Regions from separate parts of the Sus scrofa genome. Here all the other regions are linked to region 2. Evidence: chromatin contacts called from public Hi-C and HiChIP or PLAC-seq data. All regions are on one chromosome and are shown on one strand. The core of a region is the stretch at or near the end of the contact, and the rest is flanking DNA. Distances in the headings are between cores, read along the strand shown. Region 1 has its middle 58 kb from the start of RNF217. Region 2 holds the start of TPD52L1 (tumor protein D53). Region 3 holds the start of LOC110256655.

Region 1 (3,239 bases), core at 486-2,985, 210 kb before region 2:
CCCGGTGTATCCATGATGAAGTTAATCACCATGTTCCTAAGTACTTTTTTCACTTATTATCATCCAGTTGCATTATGATTCATTTACTTAACTGCTGGATCTGTGGCTACTTGAGAATATAGTCAAGGTATTATTCATTGCTAATGTCTGTGTCACCTAAGGACCATATTAATAATCCTATCTGATGCTGCTAATTGGCAATTTTGAGAAGAATACTTAAAATATGCAGAAATTTTCAGTGTTTTTATATGGGGTGTCTTGAATATTATTAACTCTTCAAAAGGTAAATATTATCCACAATTTATACAGGAGAAAACTGAAAGTCAGAAAAAGACACAAGGCAAGTATGTAGAGAGACAAAGTAAGTATGCAAGTGGGGGGAACATGATGAATGTCCATGCCAAAGAAGTTCAGTGATTAAGAAACTTTTTGGAATGCTCTAAGCATCTCTATTTAGCAAAAAGTAATGAAAAAGCTATTTATTATCTGGAAATATGAAACTGTCTTTAAGATATGCTTTTGAAATTTAAAAGTTCAGTTCAACAATAATACTAATAGAACACTAAATATGTGGAAGGAATTAGAGCTGAAGGAAGCCTCAAAAAAATGATGATGCAAACCACAAAGTTCCTGTTTTCTAAATCTTGGGAACAGCATACAGGAACATTTACTTGGTTACAGTGTATATCTTGGACATTAGAAGGACTGAGGACCTGAAAGCTGCCACTGGAATCAGTAGCTGCTATGAAGATGGCTTGAGGGCAGAGACCTTCTCTTAGCCCCTCTACTGCATCCAATATACATTTATGTTATTAAAGGCAAGGAGAAGAAATGTTAGAAGAGTTTTTGCAGTCTTCTTCCTTTTTTCTCCCCATAACAACATCAAAGGCTCCTCCTGAGAGTCTTTGATTTATTCAATTGCTTATTCATTCATTCATGCTTTCCTTCAATAAACAGTATATCATCATTACTTTATGCCAAGCACTGTTCTATATGCCAGAGACACAGAATAAACAAGGCAAACCACAGCCCTGCTTGTGCAATAGGGCATGTCTTCTTCCTCAGAGGTATAATCTTCTGCAGTGGAAGTTCATCACATTAAGATGTTAGCCTCTCCTGCTTGTGCTTTTTGCCTAGTGAAAATCCCTAATGATCAAAGCATTCAATTAAGTTCCAAAAGGATCAAATTTTCATTTTAGGTTGAGAATCAAGATAGTCAAGGAAGATCAAGGAAGAAATACGGCTTTTAAAACTGTGAACTCTGTGAGATAATCTTAAATTGGCATGCTCACACTTTCTAAAGTGACAAAAAGAGCAAATTGGGGAAAACGGCTATAGAAAGAGAAAATCTGATCAGAAGAGTACAAAGTCTGCCTTCTTGACAAAGAATGGGAATTTGAGAAAGAGTGCCATTTGAATATCCAATAATGATCACACACGAATATATAAAATATAAATTCTGTCTCTGAATTACAATAATAATGCTTCATTCCAAATAAAATTTGTTTAGAGCCCTTGATTTTAACTTGATAATTCTTCACTCCCAGGTGGAAATAAACGGCCCCCATCCTTTCCAGGATAAAAGAATACATTATACATAGTACAAGAATGGTTGAAAGTTCCTGGAGAATAGATATGACACCACATTACCAATTATAGAACTGATTTACGATGTGTCCTGAGACGTGCTGGGGACTTTCCCTATTTATAACATGGGGTTCGTAGAACTTGTCGGTAAGAACGTGTGAACCCTCAAGTAAAATTTAGTACATGGCGCCTAGTCTCAGAGTTATCATATTATTACCTCAATTGGAATTGGCTTTGTGACAGATTTCAAATACCAGAATCCTGCAAAACAACTGCAACAAGTCTGTACATTCCTAGCAAACCTGACAGCACATTCAAAATATTGGTGCATCTGGTTTTCCCTCAGGCAGCAGCTGCAGCTGCTCAAGTTGCTGTGGAATCTGAAGTGACAGCCCCCTCCTGGCAGGCAGCGTCGCTGTCATTCAGAAGAGAGATCACAGAGCCCGATCCTTTCTGTCTTTGAGGCACAGCTCACAGACGTCAGCGGGAGACCTGATGGCATGTCAAACAGGAGATTAGAAACCTGCAAAGCTGGAATGTCTTCTCCTGCACATGGTGATTCAACTGTCTCTGAGGAGACAGGACAGACCTAGGAATGAGGGAAGATGCACCTGAAGTCTTTACCTTAGGTTTTCATCAACAAGAGACAAGCAGACGACCCAGAAGTATGATCTTTGATGCTGACATCTATGGGGTTTTTTTTAAGTGAGACTTTATTTTAAATGGCTCTGGGGGCGGGGGCAGTGCAGGGGAAGTTTAAGAAAACATAAGCAGGCTACATTTTTTTTTTCTTCCTTTTTCTGCAACTCTTTTCTACAACAGGATTTCCTGGTCGCATCACGAGGAACTATGTAAATACGCCTCCTTCGACTTAGTGGCAAGTTAGTGGCAAGAATCATTTCCTGTCAGGTTCTTTCAAGGAAGAAAAAAGACCAGACCCCTTCTCCCCAAACAGCCAAAAATAGAAAATACATATTGTCATATGAAATTGGATCAGAAAAAATTTTGTAAGAGAGACAAGCATTATTCTATAATTTGGTTCTTAACTTGGTTGCTTTTGTTTCATGGCATTTTGTTTCATACTGTTCTTTTGGGCAAACACCCTACTTCCATTGTAATACACTGGTATTTCCATCTTATCATTGCTTAAAATAAATTTCACTCCTTAAAAGATTTAGGCTTTATATCAAGCCCAGGGTAATTTATTGTTAAAAACACTTTCTCTCCATTCTCATTCCCACCTTGCTTTTATTCATTGTGAAAGTAGGAAGTCTTCAGTTAACACAGACGTGGGCATTTAGTTTAAGCAAAATGTGCCAAAATGTTTTTCCACACCAAAACAGAAATAAATAAAATTCATGGAACTAGATAGATCATTTGCCTTCTTATGCAGATGATTCACTCTCTCATTCTCACTTTTTACTCTAACTTAAAACATTTAATACTTCCACATCAGTGTCATTTAAATCCTTTAAGCAGTGGCCTGAAGAGCTCAGCCATCCCTGCCTACTTGAAGTGTTCTTGGTATTTCTCTAACTCAAATATCCTTACAATTGCTGAGTTGTTCACCGCTTCAGTAGGCAAATATTCTCACTCTCATATATGTGTGTGCGTGTGTGTGTGTGTGTGTAAATGTATAAAATGCTGTAGAT
Region 2 (3,317 bases), core at 284-2,783:
ATACCACGTTGTATTTTGCAGGTGAAGATTGTGTAGCTGGGAAGAAGAGGGGGAGATCTATGACAGCTAAAGACCTGAGAATGTGACACAGAAGCTGGTATTTCTTACTCCCTGCCATGTTTTCTAGTCACATTGCCAGGCCAGGAACAGAACTGTTAGTTTCTAGTCTCATCTCTGAAAATGTGACTGCTGCATCAACCTACAGGTTCGGCCCATGGGTTTCAAATTAGGAAATACATAGTTGATTCTTTTACTTGCAGATTCTATATTTGTCAGTTTGCCTCCCCGATAAAATTTATTTGTGACACCAAAATCAATATAGTGCTTTCATGGTCCCTCCCAGACATGGGCAGAGCCCTGAAAAGTTGGGTGGAGAGGCACTTACCTCCCAGCTAAGGTCAAAAACAGCTAAGCTCCAACTACTCGTTTCAACTCTCTTAGACTATAAATTAAGTGCCCTTCTCACAGACTACAAATAAACCATTTTTGTATGTTTCGGAAGGTGATTTTGCCATTTAAAATGGCCTCAAGCCTAGTGCTAAATGTTGTCTGGTATCCTCAGTGCCAGTAGGCAGTACCTGCCTTAGGAAGAAATGCATACATTAAATAAGCTTAATGATGCTGTTGATCCCCAGGAGCTTGACGTTAATGAATTAACAGCATGTATTAAATAACGTATCTTTAAACAGAAACACACATGAAACAAAGTTATGTACTGATCGGTGCACAATAATATTGGGTCCAGAGGGTCAGAGGAACCTGAAACTGTTATTTCTACCAGGAGCAATGATTATTAGCTATTGTAAATCCACCCTCCTTCCTCTCCCCCAGGGCACTGGCTCTCTCTGCAGCAGTGTATGAGTCTTGCCATTGGCCTAGCCAGATCATTCATTATAAACGTTCCCATTAAAAAGAAAAAGAAAACCACGAAACTTCCTCTCCAGGATTCCGACACCAGGTGTCAACTGTGGTACTTTCTTTGCCTAGGACGGTAATTCGTATTTGTTGATAATTGATACCCTTTCCCTTGATTTAAAGGTATGCATTACTTTTACTCCACATGCCCCAGTAGTCACAGATTCCAAAGCCACTGGACCACTTGAGTACATAAGTGCCACTGTTTAATGAAATATGTATACTCAGGGCTGTAAATCTAAATGTGTGACTTAGTGCTAGTTGCAGATGATTATGGCCGTTGAGTATCTACACGGATCATGGTGATATCCAAAGGAAAATTGCTTTTATACATTTGGATTACTTCATTGAATAATATAAAATGAATATCAATAAATATATTCTCAAAACAGAGAGACAGAGACAGAGAAGGCACAACCAACTTCAGGCCTGCTTCAGGCATCGTTGGGTGGAGCACGCGCCCTGAGGTCCCCAGCGGGCGCCCCTCGCCAGAGGCGTGGAGCGGCCGGCAGGTGGCGCGCAGCAGTGGGGCTCGGTCGCAGCGAGGTCCCGGCCAGGTGGACTGGAAGGGGCGGGGGAAACCAGAAGCGGCCAGCCGAGGCAGCCCCGCGGGCCCCACCCCCTCCACGCGGCGCTGCGACACGCGTGCGGGGAGAGGAGGCGCCAGCTGCATTCCGAGCTCGGGCACCGCTGCTGTTTCTCCGCCGAGCGTCCCAGTCTATCAATCCGAAGTCCGGCTACCATGGAGGCTCAGGCACGAGGTGAGTGGTGGCCAATCGCCCTGAGGGTCAGGCCCTAGGGCGCACAAAAGCCCTTGCCTTGCATCACCCAACTTTGCTCCCGGACAGAGCGGCTGGGTGACCTCTCCACAGGTCCGCAACTCCGCTTCTCCCTGCGCTTGCCAAATAATTCCTGCTCCCCAAACTCTGGATTTGCGGTGGGGTTGGGGACTGGTGAAGGAGACCTTAAGTGGAGGGGACCCTCCGCGGGAAACGCGCCCGCGGAATGCTCTCTTTGCCAGCTAGCCGCCCTCACGCTTGCCCATCCTCGCGGGCGCGCAAAGGACCTGGGGCAGGGTCCAGCGCCCGCGCTTCGTTCCCTTTTCCGCCGGGTGCAGGGAGGGTGCGCGGCTTCTCCTGCTCTGAGCGGTGGCTTTGCGTCCAGCAGCTCCCAAGTTCAGGGCTGAGGTGATGGCTCCACGGAGACCTGGGTCTCCCGGCTACGCTAGGGGTTTGCAGCGCGGAGATATGCCTTCCTAGGCCGCGAGAGCATTACCCGCCTGCTGGTCTCCAGCAGCGTGTGTCCCTGTTTCCCACGGTCAGGGAGCGACCTCTCCCTCCCCAGGCGCGTGGAGCCGCCGGCCGCTGTCTGGCCTGGCCGCCGCGCTCCCAGCTGCTGGGGTCGCCCACTGGAGGAGCCTGAGGCGGTTTCACCGAGCGCAGCCTCGTGTTTTAGGGTCACTCTCGGACTAGGGTTAGGGAATCCCGATGGAATCGTACAAGAAAGGAAGTAAATGGTCGGTGGAAAGAAGCAGAGGTGGGCGGATGTGGAGCAAAAGACTCGTAACATTGACTTTGGAGTCTCTCTTGGGAGCCACGCCAAGAAGGGATGGGACGCGGAGTTCAGCCTTTTTCAGCCTTTAAAGCAATCATTGCCACCCTTCTTCCACACTGCAGTAAATTCCATGATAGCTTTTAAAATAAATAAAAACCTGTTTTTTGGGGGGGAGGCGGGGGAACGACGGAGGAAGAAGAGGTTCATGACCCTGTGTGATCACCCTTTAGGGGCCCAAGTGTTCGGCCTGAGAGCTGCTTGGCGGGTGCCTGGGCCTCAAGCCACCCAACAGGTTTGCTGCCAGGATTACAATGGTCTGATCAGTACGAACCATCCTGGTTTGTTACCTCAGCCAAGATCCTGTCCACAAAGCTGCCATTTCCAGTACTTCCCTCCCACCCCATTTTCTAATTAGGAAAGGAGAATTCAACCAAGGATGGGGGATTGTTGGTCGGATTCAAAAGCAGAGGTCAGATGGGAGGCCTTCACTCTATGCTGAAGCAGGTGGGGACAACGCTGGAGCTTTCTAACCTTCTTTGCAGATTAGAATTATTAGAATTATTATTAGAATTATTTGCAGACCTTAAGTATTGGCTGATCTCAAACCAGTCAAATAGGAATCTCTGGGGCCTGAGCCTGGGCCTGGGTATATCGGAAAGCTTCCCAGGTGACTCTGTTACTCAGTGAGGTGGAAGAAAAACTACAGCAGACAGGAAACAGTCATCAGATTTCTAAAACTACCGATTGGACCCGCTGGTGTTATTGATTTGCTTTACTTGTGAAATTTACGTCACAAAGATTCCAGTGCTTTCCTTTGCCAAGCCCTGTGCTAGGAAGAACAAACACAG
Region 3 (3,196 bases), core at 256-2,755, 150 kb before region 2:
ATTATCCAAGATGGAAAAAAAAAATCCCTAAATAGCATTCAATCTTCCAAATAAAAATTCTTCATTCTTGGGTCAGACTGATAAATGAGATGGCATTTAGACCCATTGATTCGATTCGTCCCTTTACGGAGCCATCAGACACACGACGGAAATGCTCTTTAGTGTCATCCTGCTTTCTTAGTACTGTGTAGCTAGTCACCTTTCTATCATTTGTATCCGAACAATATTTTAGAACAACCAATAACAACTTCAAGAGGACAATTTTGACACACTTCACAGCTCCTTCCTATTACATTAATGCGTAAATTGAATTCCCTCTCAAGATGGGGGAAAAAGTAAAAGGTTGGCTTCCCAAAAATGTTTTCATTGGCTTTAGGGAACTAAAATGCACCAGTCTGGGTGACTAATACTTCCTGGAAAATAAAGATAGATCAACACATAATTAAGTTCTGGCTCAAATATAATTGTTGTCTTGGAAACAGTTTTGGGGTAAATATGGTTATGCTAATGAAACTTTTCATGATTTCCACCAATGATCCAGTTTATTAACTAGGCCAGACCATCTTACTACCTTATGCTACAAATTTTGGAATATTCAAGGGGTTAAAAAAGTTCCTAAGAGAACTGTGACAAGGAGGGAAAGGGATACATCTTAAATTCGTTATTTATCAGCTTTCATAAGGCTTCCAGTTGGAGGAGTAGGTTAAGAGTGCTTTTTGGCGTATTTGTGGCTTTCAAACATCCTTCCTACTTCATTAAACAGAAAACTATATATACCGCGTTTTGAATTAATAATTCCTAGCGTTATTTCTCTGAACTCCCTCTTCGGAGGATTTAAAATGAGACGAACTCAAGAGGAACACGCGACACCAAAGCCCTCAAGTAGCCAGTGTTTTCTAGTTCCAGCTTTCAGTAAAGAGTTTTGTAGGAAGTTTCTACTCACAGCGTAGCCCAAAGGGCAGCTTGCCTGCTCTGGAGGTTTTGGTCGAGGCCCAGTGTGAACTCCGGGCGCGAGAGCGCATCCCGGCTCTGAGATCACACCCACTCGGGGTGTGCGTGAGTGAGTGCGCGGTGCCCGCGCGCGTGTGTACGTGTGGGGAGGTGTGCGCCAAAGGGGTGGGGTGAGGGGCGGCGAAGAGTGCTCTAGGTGAAGCACGAGGAGCGGGAGAAGGAGGTCGCGCGCTCCGGCCTCTCCCCCAGGGGCCGCGGCGGCTGGCTCGCGCTCCGGCTGCCCCTCCGGGTGCGCGCCGCGGCGGCGCCACAGGCCCCTGGACCCTTGGACCACCGCCCTCCGGCCGCCCGGTTTGCAGCGGGGTCCGGCGATGGCGCGGGACTGACGGCCGCCTCCCCTCAGACCCTTCTGTCCCGCCCGGGGCTCCCGGGGGCCGCGGCACCGCCCCGACCTGCATGTGGGGAGGGCGCGCCGGTTGCCGGAGCGAGCGGCCCTCGGCGCCCCCGAGGCGGTGCCCCGCCGCGCGGGAGGACGAGGAGGAGGAGCCGCGGGCCGGGCCGGGCTCCCTGCGCGCCGCTGCCCGGGAGCACGGGCTCCCCGGAGGGAGCTCGGGGCGTCCCAGCCCCGGAGGAGGGACCCGGAAGCAGAAGCGGAGCCGCGAGTCGAGCCGAGCCTCTGCCCCCGCTGCCCGCCGGCGCCGGGTAGGGGTCCCGGCGGCTGGATGGGCAGCGGCGGCTCGGGCCGCGGGCGGCGATGGGCGAGGAGCAGAGCACGGTGAGCGGCGGCGGCGGGCCCCGGGAGGCGCGGACTCCCGCTAGTGGCGCCGCGGGCCATCCCGAGCCCCCGAGGCCGCCGGGGGACAGCGCCGGGGCGCCCGGGCCGCGCACCGCCTCCGCGGAGCTGAGCGGCCGCAGCTGCGGAAGCAACTCGGGCTGCGCGGATACGAGCGCCCCGGAGCCAGAGAGGAGCCGGGGAACTCCGAGCTGGAGGAAAAGCCACGCGCCGGGTCAACCCTCGGGACTGGCCCTCACCGGGCCCCTCAACCCCCAGGCTTTGCAACAGCAGCTGGCCAAGGAGGAGGAGGAAGCGAGGAGCCGAAACGAGGGAGGGGATGAACAGCAGGAGGCGCCCCCGGGCGAGGAGTCCGAGCCCCGGACCCGCGTCGGGGTCCCGGACGGACTGGTCCTGGACGTGCTAGGGCAGCGGCGCCCGCCTCCCGCCAAGAGACAAGTCTTCTGCTCTGTTTTCTGCGTGGAGAACGACCTGCCCGAGGTCCCCTCGGCGGAGCGGCTTTCGCTGACCGCGTCGTCGCCACCTCGGGCTCCTCCAGTGATCAACCCTCCCAGCACCCCCTCCTCCTTCCCTAGCCCCCCGCTGTCTCTCCCAACGGACCCCCTGTCTCCCGACGGCGGCAGCATCGAGCTGGAGTTCTACCTGGCGCCCGAGCCATTCTCCGTGCCCAGCTTGCTGGGAGCTCCACCCTACTCTGGCCTGGGTGGGGTCGGGGATCCCTATGCGCCCCTTATGGTGCTGATGTGCCGGGTGTGCCTGGAAGACAAGCCCATCAAGCCCTTGCCCTGCTGCAAGAAGGCCGTGTGCGAGGAGTGCCTCAAAGTCTACCTGAGTTCCCAGGTAAGCTCAGCACCTCTATCCTTCCTCTGTTCCCCATTCAGCATTCCAGAGCACTGGCCAGGATGGCCAGCTCGCCAGCTCCCTGCTCTGCTCGCGGGAGGAGGTGATGAATGCCCTTACAGAGGACCTCTGTCAGTTTCTCACTTCTCTGTTGTTGTCCTTAGAATATTTAAGTGTGTTTGTCTTCACTGGTTAAGGTGACCGGAATTTAATTCTGCGTGAACTTCAGGCTTTGATCAGCAACCGTAGAACCAGGTGGTACACTTGAATTGCCCTCTGCTTATTTCTTTTATTAGATTGCCAGCAAGACCTTGCAGGAGGAAGAGGGCAATGAGAGTGCTTTTGAGGCCTGGTATTCCAGAACCTCAAATAGTGGGCAGAAAATAAACATATGTTGAGTTGGTGGAGAGAAGTGTTGCAAGGAATGATACCTGAATTTGAAATTTTGCTCCATTTAGTTAGTCCAGGAAAAGCGTTTTTAATTTATTTATTCCTGGCTCTGGTCCACTTTTCAGTTTCTTTTTCCACAGGGAAGTTGAAGTACTTTTTCAGCGGGCTTTATTTCTTTAAGAGGGAACAAAACAGAAAGAGCAAAGCAAAGTAAGGCTAAGA

What was found. Hi-C and Micro-C count contacts between places; a contact is called where the count stands out from the background. HiChIP or PLAC-seq counts read pairs in DNA pulled down with a chosen protein or histone mark.
Region 1: a contact with region 2 is called in a Hi-C map of retroperitoneal adipose tissue, with 2.1 times the contacts expected there. The contact joins the enhancer-like site here to the promoter of TPD52L1 in region 2. A contact is called at or near these places in 4 of 5 promoter capture datasets (fetal liver, fetal skeletal muscle and liver), 40 of 47 Hi-C or Micro-C datasets (adipocytes, adipose tissue, alveolar macrophages and 18 more) and 2 of 2 datasets of contacts at active chromatin or transcription factors (alveolar macrophages and skeletal muscle).
Region 3: a contact with region 2 is called in an H3K27ac HiChIP or PLAC-seq map of alveolar macrophages. The contact joins the promoter of LOC110256655 here to the promoter of TPD52L1 in region 2. A contact is called at or near these places in 2 of 5 promoter capture datasets (fetal liver and liver), 14 of 47 Hi-C or Micro-C datasets (alveolar macrophages, embryonic fibroblasts, fetal heart ventricle and 6 more) and 2 of 2 datasets of contacts at active chromatin or transcription factors (alveolar macrophages and skeletal muscle).

Annotation. Positions count from the first base shown.
Region 1 is chr1:37,968,102-37,971,340 of Sscrofa11.1, reverse strand. No RefSeq gene overlaps it. Among named protein-coding and RNA genes, the nearest start is that of RNF217, 58 kb to the right of the region's middle. Within about 2 kb of position 1,735, at least 24 of the 83 cell types and tissues checked have an H3K27ac peak or open chromatin away from gene starts, as enhancers often do. A contact at or near this core is called in alveolar macrophages, fetal skeletal muscle, omental adipose tissue and 2 more, where this site is marked.
Region 2 is chr1:37,759,886-37,763,202 of Sscrofa11.1, reverse strand. TPD52L1 (tumor protein D53) reads left to right here and starts at 1,533. Exons shown (of 8, transcript XM_021088718.1): 1 at 1,533-1,676. The coding sequence starts at 1,658.
Region 3 is chr1:37,910,528-37,913,723 of Sscrofa11.1, reverse strand. LOC110256655 reads right to left here and starts at 1,505. Exons shown (of 3, transcript XM_021072815.1): 1 at 944-1,505. The coding sequence starts at 1,409. RNF217 (probable E3 ubiquitin-protein ligase RNF217) reads left to right here and starts at 1,602. Exons shown (of 6, transcript XM_021072754.1): 1 at 1,602-2,584. The coding sequence starts at 1,706.